3 separate regions of the Mus musculus genome follow, and all the other regions are linked to region 1. Evidence: chromatin contacts called from public Micro-C and promoter capture Hi-C data. All regions are on one chromosome and are shown on one strand. Each heading gives the region's core, a stretch centred on a gene start, on an enhancer-like site or on the middle of the called end of the contact. The rest is flanking DNA. Distances are from core to core; before and after follow the strand shown.

Region 1 (4,830 bases), core at 852-3,351:
AGCCTTATCTGTAGCTTTAGCACACGTGACTATTCTTATCATTGAGCTGTATCCCCAGCCTTATCCGTAGCTTTATCACATCATGTGACTCTTCTGCTTCTCCTTTCATTTTCCCCAGATCTGTTTTCAGCTAATACTCCTCATCGACTACTGTACACGAGTACTCTGTCCTTTCCCTTTCCCTCTGTCAACTGTACCGTGTCCTTGTGCTGTTGTGTTTTGTGTATTTCTCAGTGTTGGTGATCATTTCTTTCCAGGTCTCATAATACCCATCTAAGTATCTGTCCGCCCATTCACCCGTCCACCTATCCAGCTAATAGACAAAACTGTTACCCATTTATTTTTTTAAACTGAGTTGAGCTCACACCACTAAGAATCTGTACCTTTTGGCAGGTACTCCCTTTTGGCACTTCAAATTTCCAAGTGTGTGTGTGTGTGTGTGTGTGTATATATATATATATATATATATAAAACAAAAGCCTTGGAGGCAGAGAACTAAAGGGCAGCCTTCAGAAGTGTTGGGTGGTCCCTCACTCCTTTCTGAAGCTAAGGCCTCTGCTTTCTCTGAGCTCTAATGCTCATCTGAGCCTTTGCTGCTGCACTCACGGCCGTCCCTTAGGAAGAAGGAGCACGTCTCTCCCCTGCCTCTCTCATTGTATTGGAATCCCTTGAAGAAATAGACTCTTGATTCCCCTGTAGAGTCTATTGTAAGTTCTACTGTAGAATAACTCAATAAATAAATACGTTTTGGACAATATGCTCTTTATTGACTGCTGTAGCCGCCAATTTCTTTCTAAGAGAATGCTTCTACCCCAGGGACTTGCACACATAAAGAAGGTCAAGAGATTCTGGGCAACCCCATTGTGGGCAGGCTCTGAATTCTTCACTTAAGACTCGGTACTTTCCAAGCTGGAAGTATGAAAACTAGAGAACACACCCGTGTTGTTAGTCTTGCTCCAGGAAGGCACACCTACCACTATCAACAGCACTGTGGGTGCCATTTACAGCTTCTCAGGCGACGTGGCGTTCTGACAGGATTCCAGAGAGCATGCAAGGCTAAGGCCAAGCAAATACTGCTAATAATATATCATGTCCTTCCTTGATCCTGTTCCACCAAGCTGTTTATCCATCTAATCTCTCAAAGCCACAAAGGTGCCTTAACAGATGGGCAACTACGTTTTTATTTACAAATGATACCCCTTGTTAAATGATATTTCTAAATGACATAAATTGATAGTAAAGTCTGGATTAAAAATGAATACGCAAGAATGACTAAGAAAACACTGAAAATGTAAAATGAGGAAGCCTATCCACCTGATGGAAAACATCCTGATATGTTAAATTTAGTTGCTTTTGACATCTCAACAAATTGGACTCTCGTTTCAAAACCTGCAAAAACCCAACATAATAGCTCTAAATATAAATGCAACTTCATAACACTGAGATTATAGCCTGCACATGCACATCTGCTGCCTATGCTGTAACAGGACAGTTGAATTTTAGCTCTCCTCTCCTAGCTAAGTTCTTGCTCTCTGGGCCGGTTCTCCCTGACTGGCACATTTTGCATGGCCTCGGGTCATCTAATCCCTTTTGATTGCATTTCGTTCACTAGTCGCTGTGCAAAAGGCAACCCGGCTGTGTCGACACCCAAGAGACTCCGAAGACAATGGCAGAGGAAGCCCGGGTCACTGGCAAACAGGTATGTGGAGAATTAGAGACAAAATCAGCTAGCTTAAGGTCACAGGCCTGCCTTGGAGGGATCTCTGCCTAGAAACCGGCGGGTCTTTCCCAACCACACCCGTGGGCGTTCGGAAATCCGTCACTTGAAGACTCACTGCCAGCGCCGCGCTCCCTACCAGGCGCTCTGATCCGCCCCGGGTGACCGAGAGGACCCGCCCTGCAGTTTGTCCTTAAGGTGGCGCCTGGCCTCACCTCCCCGCGAAGCCGCGCGCGTAGCCGGCCCCGCCCCTGCTAGTGCGTGGGGGGCGGTACCACAGACTGACAGGATCCTTGGCCATCCTATTGGGCAAGAGTCTGAGTGACGTAAAGAGGCTCCTCCTTCCTGTCGCCGGTGCCCGCCCCTTTGGCTGTTCTCGGTCGCTGACGTGTCGGGCCGGCAGGCTTCCGCTCCGCCCCTGGGCCGCAGCCACTCACCGCGGCGGGAGGGGCCGGGTGGCCGGGGCCCGCGCTCCCCTCGGCCGCTGCTCGTGGCCCGCCCCGCCGCCCCGGCCCCTCGGATGACAGTATATATTCCAGGCGGGCGCGGGACACGGGCGAGTAGCCGAGCCGAAGGAGCCGCGGGATTGTCGAGGGAGGTAGGGACCCCCTTCACGCGCGCGCTCCCATGCCTAGCGCGGGGACCCGGCTACGCGTTGCCGCACCTTGCTCGGCGTCCGCTGCTCGGAGCTCCGGAGAGGCGTGGGCTGTGTCGCGGCGGGGCGGGGATGCGCGCGCGGAGGGTCTTGGGGGAGACCTGAGGGAGGAGGCTTGGGTGATGATGGAGTTCCCGGCGCTTGTCAGCGCTGTTTTTGAGTTGGGGGAAGAGGAGCCAGGAGGGTTTCAGGCTAGGGCCCGGGCATAGTTGTGCCACTTCTGGGGTTCACCGGTGGGAATAAGTGATCGCTGTTACTGTTGGGAAAGCGCGTTGGGGTGTTTTGAACCCACGAGGGTAAGAATTGATAGTTCCGACCAGGACAGTGGATCCCAATGGGGGATGTGACTAGCACAGGACCCGCTTGCCTTCGCTTGATACTGATAGTGAGAGAGGTTCAGATTTCAGGGTTTTCCCCTCAGTTGGACTGGAGGAACGGTGAGGCTGAGAGCACACATATGCTCTAGAAGATTTTTTAAAAGTTTGGTGTGAAGGCTGACTGGCCTTCATCGGCATACTATGAGATCTGATATCCGATGGTAATGATCATGCATTTATGAGAGGCACAAGTTTAAGGACTTGGAGGTGAAGTTCACTGGGCTTGGATCCAAGAGTTTGCAGCAAACCAAAAGCATTTATCCATTTCGTTATTAGTTGACTCACTTGGCTGAGGGAAAAGACTTCATAGTCTGTCCTGTTAGTTAGTGGTTAGGACTCAAGTCAGTCTCAGTACCATTCCTCCCCACCCCCACCCCAGCCCCTCCCCTCCCCTCTTTTTTCCTGTTTCGTTTGTTTGTTTGTTTGTTTCCGAGACAGGGTTTCTCTGTGTAGCTTTGGTTGTTGGAACTCACTCTGTAGACCTGGCTGGCCCAGAATTCAGAGATCCATTTACCTTAAAGATATGTACCGCCACTGCCTGGCTCCATGTGTCCCCCCCACCCCACCCCCACCCCCCAAAGCGATTTACTAACCCACCCTGAGGACATATAGCAGCAGAGGTGGGGGTGGAATTGGGAAATACTGGACGTCCTTAATGTGGCATTTAAATTCTAATAAAGGCATGTTTGATAATGGTTTGTTGGGTATGTTGATCCAGGTGTGTTAGGTTGTAGGCACACACCAAATTTAGTCATAATTTCTAGTGCAGACTTTTGTTCTTAGTATAAAAATCCACGTCTTTTTAATTCTCTTCTCTATTGCTGTATACCATTTGAATTTAGTTACACACACACAGCTCTCAAGAAAAATGAGTAGGAGATGCAGTACTATGGTTATCGCTGTGTCAGGTAAATATAACCGTATTTATTATGAATGTTACACAACACATAAATGGACAGATTTGATTTTGGTAATAAGATTTGTGGATTGCTGGTGTTCTGGGACCAGATATCAAAGTTTACAATGAGTTGTTTTATTTGCATGAGTATGTTTTTCTCCAAGCACCCAAAGTACTACCCAGTACTTACTGAATGAGCTAGCTAGCTAGGTTGCGCTCTCTCTCTCTTTCTCCTTTTTCTGAGACAGGGTTTCTCTGTGTAGCTCTGGCTGCCCTAAAACTCATTCTGTAGATCAATCAGGCCTCAAACTCAGAGATCCACCAGCCTCAGCCTCTGCCTCTGCCCAGACCACCCTGGCCGGGAACTCACAGAGATTTGTCTACCTCTTCAGTGCTGGGATTAGCGGAGTGAGCCTCCTCTGCCCAGCTTTGAATGACTTTTAAAGGAACAGTTCTACCTAATATTTACCATAGTATGTGTGCGTGTACTTTTAGTAGAAGAGGCCTCTTTGCTTTTTAATCTTCAGGATATATGAAAAAGGCCGGGTCGTCTTCATGAGGAAATACATACACCAGGGAAGTGAAATTATTTGCACAGTGTCAAATGATGGGCAGGGGACAACTGGAGCAAGGAACCACAAACTAGGGGGACTTCTTTGGTTGCATGTGTCCCTAGTGATCTGACTACAACATGCTTCCTCCAGTGCTCACAAAAACAGTGCTGAACATGAGACCCCGGGAATCATTCCTTGGAAAATAATACAAATCTACCTCTCCCTACTGTCTTATTTTTTGAGAATTTTGTACATGTTCTTATTAAATGCTTTTTTAAAAAGTGATATAACAAGCCTTTAATCCCAGCACTCGGGAGGCAGAGGCAGGTGGATTTCTGAGTTCGAGGCCAGCTTGGTCTACAAAGTGAGCTCCAGGACAGCTAGGGCTATAAAGAGAAACCCTGCCTCGAAAAACCAAAAAAAAAAAAAAAAAAAGAAAAAAGAAAAAAAAAAGTGATATAACTCTTGAAACCTAGATGTCAACTGAATTTTTTTTTTTCTTTTGGTTTTTTGAGACGGTTTCTCTGTGTAGCCCTGGCTGTCCTGGAACTCTCTCTGTAGATCAGGCTGGCATTGAACTCAGAGATGTGTCTGTCTTTGCCTCCTGAGTGCTGGGATTAAAGGCAAGC
Region 2 (4,830 bases), core at 1,568-4,067, 2.8 Mb after region 1:
CTTTTAGAGCCGTCTAAAGGAAGGTTTGGAAGCAGAAGCCAAATTGTTAAGTGGAGAAGGAATGGATGGTGAGTGAAGCAGGGACACAGTAACTTCTGGGCCACATGCTGCACATCTCATTCCTGTTGTTTTACTGGGGTCTACAAATACATTCACCTGAGGAGAAGCACACAGGGTTCTTGTGTGTAGCTCCATTTGGTCTTCATGGTGCCTCAAGATAACAGTCTTACTCCAACTAAGAAATAGAGGAAAGCACACCCAATACCCAGTGCTGGAGAAATAGCTCACTGCTTTCCAGAAATGCCCACTGCTTATAGATATCAGGAGATTTGAATAAGTATGTATTCTCTGACCCAGAAATTCTCTTTAAAGAAGTTTAGTCAAATCATTGTAAGCACACATACAGATTTGCTGACAATGTTGTACCTTGTAATAGAAAAACTCAAAACAACCTATCTCCAACAAAAGATTTGTATAAAGTGGTATGCAATCATCACCAAATACTGTTGAAGAATGAACTGCAGACGATGAAGGGGAAATGGATTGCAATTTATAAAATGGACAAAAGAAAATAGTGTCCACACCACCATTCTACCGGAGTGTGCACACACACATGAGTAATTTTTGGGAGGTTCTCCTGTATTTCCCAAGGCTTCTACAAAAGACAAACATTGCTTTTGTAAAGTTTTGGTTGATTTGGTTCGTGGTTTTATTGATGTCTGGTTGGATTTTTTTGGCTTCTGATTGGTTGTTTGGCTGGGTCTGGGGGGCTTGAGGGACACCTGTTTGAGACAGTTGCTCACTAGATAGTCCTGGCTGTTCTGAACTCCCTATGCAGACCAGCCTGGCTTCAAACTCATGAAGATCCATCTGCCTCTGTCTCCCAAGAACTGGGATAAAAGGTATTCCACACTTCCTCTGGCCTTGTAAGATTTTTGAAATAAGGTCCTACATGATCAATTCTTGTTTAGGGTCAGACAGGAAGGTCTGTGAAAGCAGCCACCAGTATTATCCTGACTTTCTGATCATCTGTTCTACCACCTTGGCTGCCTTTTTTTATACAGACCAGAAGCAAGAGGGGAATGAGGCCCCTTAATAGTGTAGAAATGGTTTTTCCTATTTGCTTCCTTAATGTTCAGTCAAAGCAAGTCCTGTAAACCCAACACACCAGGAAACCTGAAGTAGAAACCTTTCTTGTACTTAAGGGTAAGCATTAGAACAACTGGAAGCTGATGAAGCAGCAAGAATAAAGATTACATGAGCCTCCGATGTACTTCCAGATGTGTAGGCAAGACAAGCCAGTAAAAAGGAAAGCCAAGCCTGGCCCCTTCCTTGATTCTAGGCTTTCCTGCTTGGGATTGTTCGACTCCCAGGCACTCTTTCTTAGAAGTGCAAATTCTCCCAAAGAAGAGATTCTCGTGAGGATGGGCTCACTAGTGCACCTCTATAATGCCAAGAGTTGGAAGGTGGAGGCAGGAGGATCAGTTCAAGACCAGTGTGAGCTACATGGCAATATGAACTTGAGGCACACCTGGGCTGTGAGGGAGAAAGACAGGTGGAAGAAAGGAAGGGTATGCAAGCTGTGCTAAAGATCCGAAAATCTTAAAAATTGTACTGATTAAAATTTTGGTGATTGTGGAGGGGTGGAAACCTTCAGCCAATCAAGCTAGCTTTAACATCCTTACTAGTCATTTATGTATTTGAACAGCTATCTCGGACCTATCACTCAAATCATTTCAGAGAGTACAAACCTGCCACTAGCCTCTACGAACTCAAGACAAAGAATGTCATCAGACAATATCTGAGATCTTATTCCAGGCTTTGCTATAATCTGCACACCTGATGCCCCCACCACCACCCGTTCCCAACGTACAAGAAAGGGAACTTGACTTAGGAATTTCTTTGGTTCTGTTACTAGAAGTTCACGAAATTACAGTTGGCCACTGCAGGCCATGGTCACTCATATTTGGCTACAGAATAAACTTATTCTCTGGTGTTTGTGAGGAAGGAGGGGAGAGACATTAAAAGGTATGCACTGTCTGACCTAGTTTCTTAGGTCGTAGCATGTTAAGTTTCTTAGGGCATTTCAGAAACGCGGGGCAAAAAAAAAAAAAAAAAAAAAAAGTAGCAGATAGCTTCGGTGCTTTCTGCGACCGGTTTAAAGCAGAACTTATAGAAATTAGCAGTCAAGGTCTGCTTCTGCTTAGTAGGTCCTATCCAAGGCTCTCCTGGAGGCCGCCGCGAGGTGGCACAAGAGGGTGCGCCTGTGCTCTTTGTTAAGTTTGTGCCGGGGTCCGGGAAGAAATACCTGGGCGAGCCAAGCCATAGGAGCCCGCCTGTGGGGCTGGGGGAGAGAGAATGGGTGCGGTGCACCGTGTAGGCAGAGCTGAGGTACGCGCCAACGGCGCAGGCTAAGGGAACTCCCACAGTTTCAAACGCCCCCTCCCCAAGAGAGTCCAAAAGTGAGACACACGCCTTCCCCACCCACCCCAAGCTCTCCATAAACTACGCTCTACTTTCTGCGCACGCGCAGCAAGCTGAGTTACAGTGCCCTGCCGGGGACAAATTACTAACGCGTTACTGTCGCTTCTGTTCCAACCAAGCAGAACAAATCTCTAGGAGCAATTTAATACTGTAGTCACGAAAAGATACTTGGAGAGTAGAGCAAATATATACACTGGGGAGCCGGAAAAGTAGATATGCGGGCTACCCGACACAGGGAAAAAATGCAGTCTAGTTTAAGAAACAGCTAGAACCGCCAAAGTCAGAGGCGGTCTCGGGGGCGGTCCCGAGGGCGTGGCCGCGCGGGGCGGGGCGGAGTGGGGCGGGTCCTGCGGGACAGCTAGAGCCGCACCTAGGCACTGCTGTGCTTCTCAGGTCTGTACCAGGCGCACGAAGGTGAGCCAGGTAAGTGCTGGCAGCTGCGAGCTGCAGGAGCTTTAGCTTCACTGGGACACCTGAATGCCTGCACATGCACAACCGGTATCTCAGTCACTTGGAACGGAATTGGGGTCTCCAACCTCCCTTCTTTATCGGTCGATTTGAGCTCTGCATTTCTACCCACTCTGCCCTCCGCCCTCCCTGCATGCTCCCCCCGATGGTGTAGCTTAGGAGCTTCTCGGGGAGGCCCCTACCTCGCTATCTCTAACTCAGGGAGGTTCTCAAGGTCAGCTCATCCTCAATTCCTTATTTTCCTCCCCCTCCTTAATTCCAATTGTGTAAAGACCTGGGGCTCCCTCTTTCGGCCTTCAAGAGACCACCTGACCTTACTCACTGCAGCTGTTAATACAGAGAAAGGAGCCCGGAACTCTGCAGTGGGAACTGGCCATTCGTACCTGATCTAGCACAGGTTTCATAAGTGGCGTGCAAGCGCCGCGCCTGCTATGGATGTCTTGTTGCTAGGATCCTTCGAGAGGGTCTCAGAGGGAATTGCATTTGTTTTCCTCTCGCCTCGTAGAAATATTTGCATTGATACCTGAATATGGGTCATTTTCTTACTTCTGTCCTCATAGCAAGAGACTTCTTGGGAAGAGTGAGTGGGATATTAATTCATCCCATACTCACATGTCCGCAAGTGTCCCTTTACTTATCTTGTGTCGCTACAGGGAGACCCAGAACCACAGGGTGGGGCACCTGCAGGGTGGTGGAAGGGAGTAAGAGACACTGAGTCACTCCCGAGGTTGTGGTTTCTGTTAATTCTTTGCTTGGGAGGCACCAGTCTGCAAGTAGCCTAGGGTACAAGTCAGTGCGGAAAAGGAAGTAGAGGAAAAGCAGAGACAGATGGTCGGATGGGTAGGAAAGCAACGCTGCGCTGCGGGTTGGGACTTGAATCCCTTAACTAGGGAAAGGAGGTGCCCCAGAGAGCAACCAGCTCTCTGCTCTGTTGCCTGTACTGGTGGCTTAGGTGTGGCCTTGCAGGGTCTGCTGCAGATTTTAAGGTAGTAGCAGAAACCAGGGCTTCCCTGCGGGAATCTGTAGGGCACCTGCAGACTGCAGTTTCCCGGAAGCAGCCAAGGTTATTAGTCAGGGTTACCCGGTGTGTTTTCTTTCAGTGTGTCCATAATGAGAGTATACTGTCTTGAGTCAGGGGATCCAGAATTGTTTATTCTCACAGGAGCTAAATTTATCTAAGGAGTTAAATAAAACTAACATCTGAAATCCAAACATGTGCTTTCACCCTGGGAAGTACATTCTGCTCAGCTTCTTCCTGACACAATGTTACAGAAATAGAAAACTCTGTCAAGTGATTCTTTTTTTTTTTTTCCTTTAACCAGTGTTACTATATATAAAATGACAGGGATAGTGTGGCCAGCCATAGAAACTGAACTACTGGGGCTTCCTTAGACTAAGGAACAAAATCTTGCTGGATGCAGAGGCCTGCAACTGGAATCCTAGCACCAGAGAGCCTGGGGCAGGAGAATGGTAATTCAAGGCCAGCCTGGGCCATTTATTGAGTCCTTGTTTAAAGGACAAGGGCAGAGTTTCCCTCACTTAGATTCCCTCCTGCTTGTGTAGAGTTCCGGAGGAAACAATCTGAAAAGGAACTCCTTTATAAGTAGACAGCACAGAGAACACACACACACACACACACACACACTCACACACTCACACACACACTTACAAAAGGTGTGTTTATCCAAAGAGATGCTGAAAAGCCCCTGGACCAGTCAAGAATGAGTGGGTGTCAAATGAACCTGTCAAAAGTAATCTAACACTGACTGAACACTTAGCTCATTTTAAACCTATGATTTAAATTCGAATTTTTTTTTATTTTAAAAATCTAAACCTACAATTTAGTCATTCTCTATGTTTATATCTCTTTAGAATATG
Region 3 (4,830 bases), core at 1,135-3,634, 2.5 Mb after region 1:
AAGCTAACCCCAGCCAAACCTGCTCTCGATAGGATTAGACCCACCCTGGGCCTTGCACCCTCAGGAAGCTCCTCTGATGATCAGATATTCCGAAAAATCAAACCAAGTGACGATGACGTTACTAATACATAAAGACTAAGTAGCAAGGTATAAATTTTAGCGAGGGAGGGGGCTGAAGTCAATAAATGGTCTTAGTTATTAGACAGATCCAGGTATATTGCGAGCTTTCACTACGCCTTTAAATTAGATTACATATAAATTTGTGCTCCCAGGACTCTCAAGTCGTCATTAATCATTAAATCACTGTATTTGTGTCCTTTGACTACTTTTAAATGATCGATAATAATTTGCTTGCAACTGAGTTCTATTTTTTTAAGGAAAATTATCATTTTCTGTTTTCTTCATAAAAGGCGGCCTGCGGGGGCAGAAAAATACCATCTCTCCCTACGTGAGCTCAGTACTGTGCAAACTAGTGAATCTCTCCTATGTCTTGTTTGGCGTGAAAATTGCAGGTGGCTTTTCATAATTAGGAAACGTCAAGATGGGGAAAAATAATAGCTGAGCGCAGAGACCCTGAGAAGGGTGCTGGCCAGAGAATTCTAGATCTTCTGCGCTCAGAAGCGCTGATTGGAGCAACAAACCTCTTAGCTCAGTCAGAGAATCTTCTCTGCCCTACCCTTTGACCTTTTTGACTTTTTCCCTTCGGGTCTTGTTCCAGCCCCCCCCCTTGCCCCCAACAAGCAAGGGAGAAATACTTGGCCGCCTTTGTTGACAATTTTCACAACCGTTTAAAGAAGCCCTTGTCCCACAAGAACACTCTTGTCTGTGATGTCCCAAAGGGACGATCCTTCTCCATACCACTACACTAATCTCACTTTCTGCTTTGTAAGCTGGACAGGTCGTTTTGTGTGGTGGGAAGCCAGCAAGAAGGCCTGGGGAGAAAGTGGTCGTTCTCAATTGTAAATTTCTGTTGTCTTGGTCTCAGCACCCCATCCTATGGTTGGGACAAACCATAGGATGGGTCGCGGGTCTCATGGTGCAGAGAACCAAACCCAGTGTGCCTGAGTCCGCACACAGGCTCTAGCCTGCGTCTTCCTTCTTGCTCTGGGGAGAAAATCCTGACAATTTCGAAAGGGAGGTTGAAAGAAGAGGGCATGGGTTTTGTAATTTCGTTTCCTCTGAACTGTTGGGGTGGAGTGGGCGATTTCTCTCTGGACATGGTTTCTATAATCGAAATTTTTTCAGCCCCACTCTATTGGTTCTAAAGTTAGAGAAAGAGGCAAGAGGTTTAAATAAAAGAAAAATCTCTCCTTCAGAAAGAAGCGGGAAGAAACACAGGAAGAAAGAAAATTTAAAAACAAAACAAAACAAAACATTTTTTTCTCCAAACTTGAAAATTCCAAAGGGAGAGTTGAAGAGACACTGGCAAAACAAGCCTGAACTCTGAAAGACCCATGGGTATGACTCTTTGGATCTCTCTATTCTCTGCTCCTTCGAAGTGGCTGGGTTGGGGGTAGAGGGATACCAAGCTTGCGGAACAGGGGTCCGGCTTCAGTTAATTAAAGACCAGGCAAGGGCCCCGCCGTGCAAGCTAATCCCAGCGCAGCGCTGCCCACCAGCCCGGAAAAGCCTCTCGGCCATGCCCAATACTAAAATTGGGGCTGCAGTTGGTGGGGGAAGAGAAGAACCTGGGCGCTCTGGGCCTCGGATCTCTCATGCTAGGACACAGGCCTCTGAGAAACCGGTGGCATTTATGAGCCGTCGATCAGCTCCGTGATTAAAAATCCAGCCCTGGGTATTATTAATCACTTGCCACTCAAATGCCTTGTGAACATGCTCGCCCGCCCCTCAAGGCTTTGGGGAATTCGATGTTGAACTCGTGAAGCCTGGGGAGGCTTGATGGTTGTATTTAGGTAGGGACGACTCAAAAGGACTGATGGACACGGAAAGACAGAGATTGTGGGCACCTCTGTGTGCGCGCGAAGAGGGTGCTAGTCTGGTCGCTTAACCCAGTATCAGAGACCTGACGTACTGAGCTCCCGGCCCCGGCAGAAGGAGGATGCTCTAGGGAGCATGCGGTTGAACACTTACCCAGCAAAGAGGAGAAAGATGCCGAGGTCTCAATCGCACTTTGAAAGTTCTCCTCCATCTTCAGGCCGTCCAACATGTTCGGGGTGAGCCAGGAGGACCTGTAGAGCGGAGGAACGGTTGAGTCTAGCTTCCCGTGCCTGTTGGGACTCCGCACCCTCAGTTGCCACTCTCCTGGGACAGGACAGAAGCAGTGTCCAGGGCGACAAGAATGAGCCTAGAGGGTAGAGTCCAGACAAGGGAAATGTAAGGTGGGAGGAGAGAGAAGAGCCACCGTGAACTGCTCGGACGGCTCTGATTTCACTTGAAGTCAACGCGTTATGTGCTAAGGCCTCCGCCCCCTAACTGCGTTCTCCTAACCCCCACCCCCACCCCTGTCCCCAGGTTTCCCATTCCAAGACCGACTCCGCCCCATCCTATACTAATGTGGCCCCTAGGGATCCCACCACTAGAACTATGGTACTCTGTGTGATGGGGTGGGGGTACGCCTGCTCTCAGAGCCAGGGCCAAGCCGGGACCAACCAGGTCCGATATCCCAGTGGCACCACCACTCACTTTCGACCCTCACCTGTCTTAGAGAGAGGCAGAGTAAGGGACTCGGAGACTGTCCCGCCTGCTTCCGTACTCCTGGCGCAGCGCTCTGCTTGGGGGGTGGGGGGGGGGCGCTCGGGAGTAGGCGTGCGGGGCGCGCGGGGAGGTCCTCCCGCCGGTCGGCCAGTGCCGGGAACGTCTGCAGGAGCAAAGGAGTCGCCTTGGGGAGGAGCCGCGACTGGCCCGGTTCACTCTTGGATGCATTTCAAATCAACTTTCAGAAACACGCCCGCCCGAGCCGGAGCCTAAGGATCCCCGCAGCCTTCCTTACCTGATGGGCGAGCTCGCGCCCAGCGTCCGGAGCAGCGCGAAGTGGCCGGGAGACGCCGGGCAGCTTTGGCGGAGGGAGGAGGCGTCCCCTAGGCTGCAGCCAGAGCAGCCGCCCGGACTCCGGCGCACCCGGGAGAGAGCAGGAGCGAACGCCGGCCCCCGATTCCGCTCCTCGGCGCGCCGGAGTGGGGCCGGGCCGTGGCCTCAAGCCGCCGATCCTCCTCGGGACGTCCCGCCAACACGCGCCGCTCTGCAGCCGGGAAGGGGAAACCAGGCGGCTGCTCCAAGATCGGCGGTGGAACCGGAGGCCCAGGGTCCTGGGTGCAAAGTCCGCCCTGCCTTCTTCGAGGCGGCTCGGGCGGTTTCTGACAGTGGCCGCTGGCTGCGTGCGCGGCCCGGGAAGGGGGTGGGGTGCGCAGGGCGGGGGCCTGGGAGCGCGTCCCGTGGCGGGGCCCGCGGTGCTCTGTTTCCCCGGCTTGGCTGCTCGACCCACCGCGAGGCTACAGCCTGATGCTCCAGTCTGCTGCCCGGACCTCCCGGACGCGCCAAACTTTTCCTTCTCTCCACGTGGAACGGTTGCCCCGGGGGAGCTACACCCCAGACTCGGCAGAGATCCGTGCCACCTAGACTTCACGCGGGCGGGATGGGGATCCGGTTGCTCTCGGATCTGCACCGTAAGTGATGACTAACCTCAGACACCTGGAGGTCGCGGGGATCGCCTAGAGCCCCCAACCCCAATCCTCTCTGCTTTGTGAACTCTGGCACCAGAAGCTCCAAGCTCTTCGGATTTTCATTCACCCACTTGCTCCTGCAACTTACAAATTTGTTTTGGCTTAAAACTCAACTCACCGTTTCTGGCTGAAACTACTTCACTGCTGGGAAATGCAATAATGGGACCCATGGCCAAACCTTGAATCAGGCTCCCTCTATCCTATCCTGCTGGCTGGATGCTAGACTAGAAGTCAGCCAAGGGGACTTTTCTTAGAAAAGAAGATCCTGGGGGCAGTTTTTAATTCCCTGTGATTCATAACATTCTGCAGCGACAGCCCTCCAGCCTCTCTAGAGGCAGGAACAGGGTCTTGCTCCTCTATTCCAAGAAAAGCCTGGGGCCAAGTGACTCAATAAACACATCATTGCGTTGGCTAACATTTTATCGACCATTAATTTTGTGCCAATCTTTATTCCGTAGCCAACTTATCTAATCTTTAAATTTTAAGGTGGGGAAAATTATAGTCTCAGTGTTCGGGTTGCCCTAAGGAAATGGGACACCTGTCCACGTGAAATTCTAGCCTGCTCTCCAGAACACCGTTGGGAGGTCCAATTCCATGGGCTTCTCTAGGGCACCCTCACTTCTACACTGCGAGGAACTCGGTGGCAGTAATCCAGCGCTATAGCATGGTCAGAAGACATACCATGTAAGCAAGTATTCCCTAGTGCCCTTCACCAAGGAAAAGATCTCTTCCTGAACTTATGTCCAACAAGCTCTTCTGTGCTTAGGGACACACACACACACACACACACACACACACCCTGCCCACCCGCAGCATCCTAAGTGTGTTCTATCTGCAAGCACACGCCAAACGCAGAATATGACTTTAGAGGAACAAGGGGAAAGGGCAGAGAGTTTAATACCCTATATTAGAATACTGCTTTAAACTTTTTAGGGTGCTCCTATATTCATGGTTTTGCTTGATCTCTATGACAAACCTGTGAGGTAGACAGAACAAATAATTTTATCTATTGTCCTAGACAAATCTTTGGGGCTTAATACAGCCAGGAGATTTCTCTGCTGTTAAACAGGTGGCTATTGGTATGTCTTCTAACACCTGACCTTTGTCATGTCTGCCATCCAGATAGAACAGGATATGGGGGTAGAGATAA

Evidence for each region. Promoter capture Hi-C pulls out the DNA fragments that hold promoters and counts their contacts. Hi-C and Micro-C count contacts between places; a contact is called where the count stands out from the background.
Region 2: a contact with region 1 is called in a promoter capture Hi-C map of embryonic stem cells, with 3 times the contacts expected there. The contact joins the promoter of Mgst3 here to the promoter of Uap1 in region 1. A contact is called at or near these places in 3 of 39 promoter capture datasets (embryonic stem cells, hippocampal neurons and pre-B cells) and 1 of 115 datasets of contacts at active chromatin or transcription factors (thymic regulatory T cells).
Region 3: a contact with region 1 is called in a Micro-C map of embryonic stem cells, with 3 times the contacts expected there. The contact joins the promoter of Lmx1a here to the promoter of Uap1 in region 1.

The regions. Positions count from the first base shown.
Region 1 is chr1:170,172,235-170,177,064 of GRCm38.p6, reverse strand. It overlaps Uap1 (UDP-N-acetylglucosamine pyrophosphorylase 1), which reads left to right and starts at 2,101. Exons shown (of 11, transcript NM_001305045.1): 1 at 2,101-2,315.
Region 2 is chr1:167,391,828-167,396,657 of GRCm38.p6, reverse strand. It overlaps Mgst3 (microsomal glutathione S-transferase 3), which reads left to right and starts at 2,817. Exons shown (of 6, transcript NM_025569.2): 1 at 2,817-2,907.
Region 3 is chr1:167,687,112-167,691,941 of GRCm38.p6, reverse strand. It overlaps Lmx1a (LIM homeobox transcription factor 1 alpha), which reads right to left and starts at 2,384. Exons shown (of 8, transcript NM_033652.5): 1 at 2,092-2,384. The coding sequence starts at 2,167.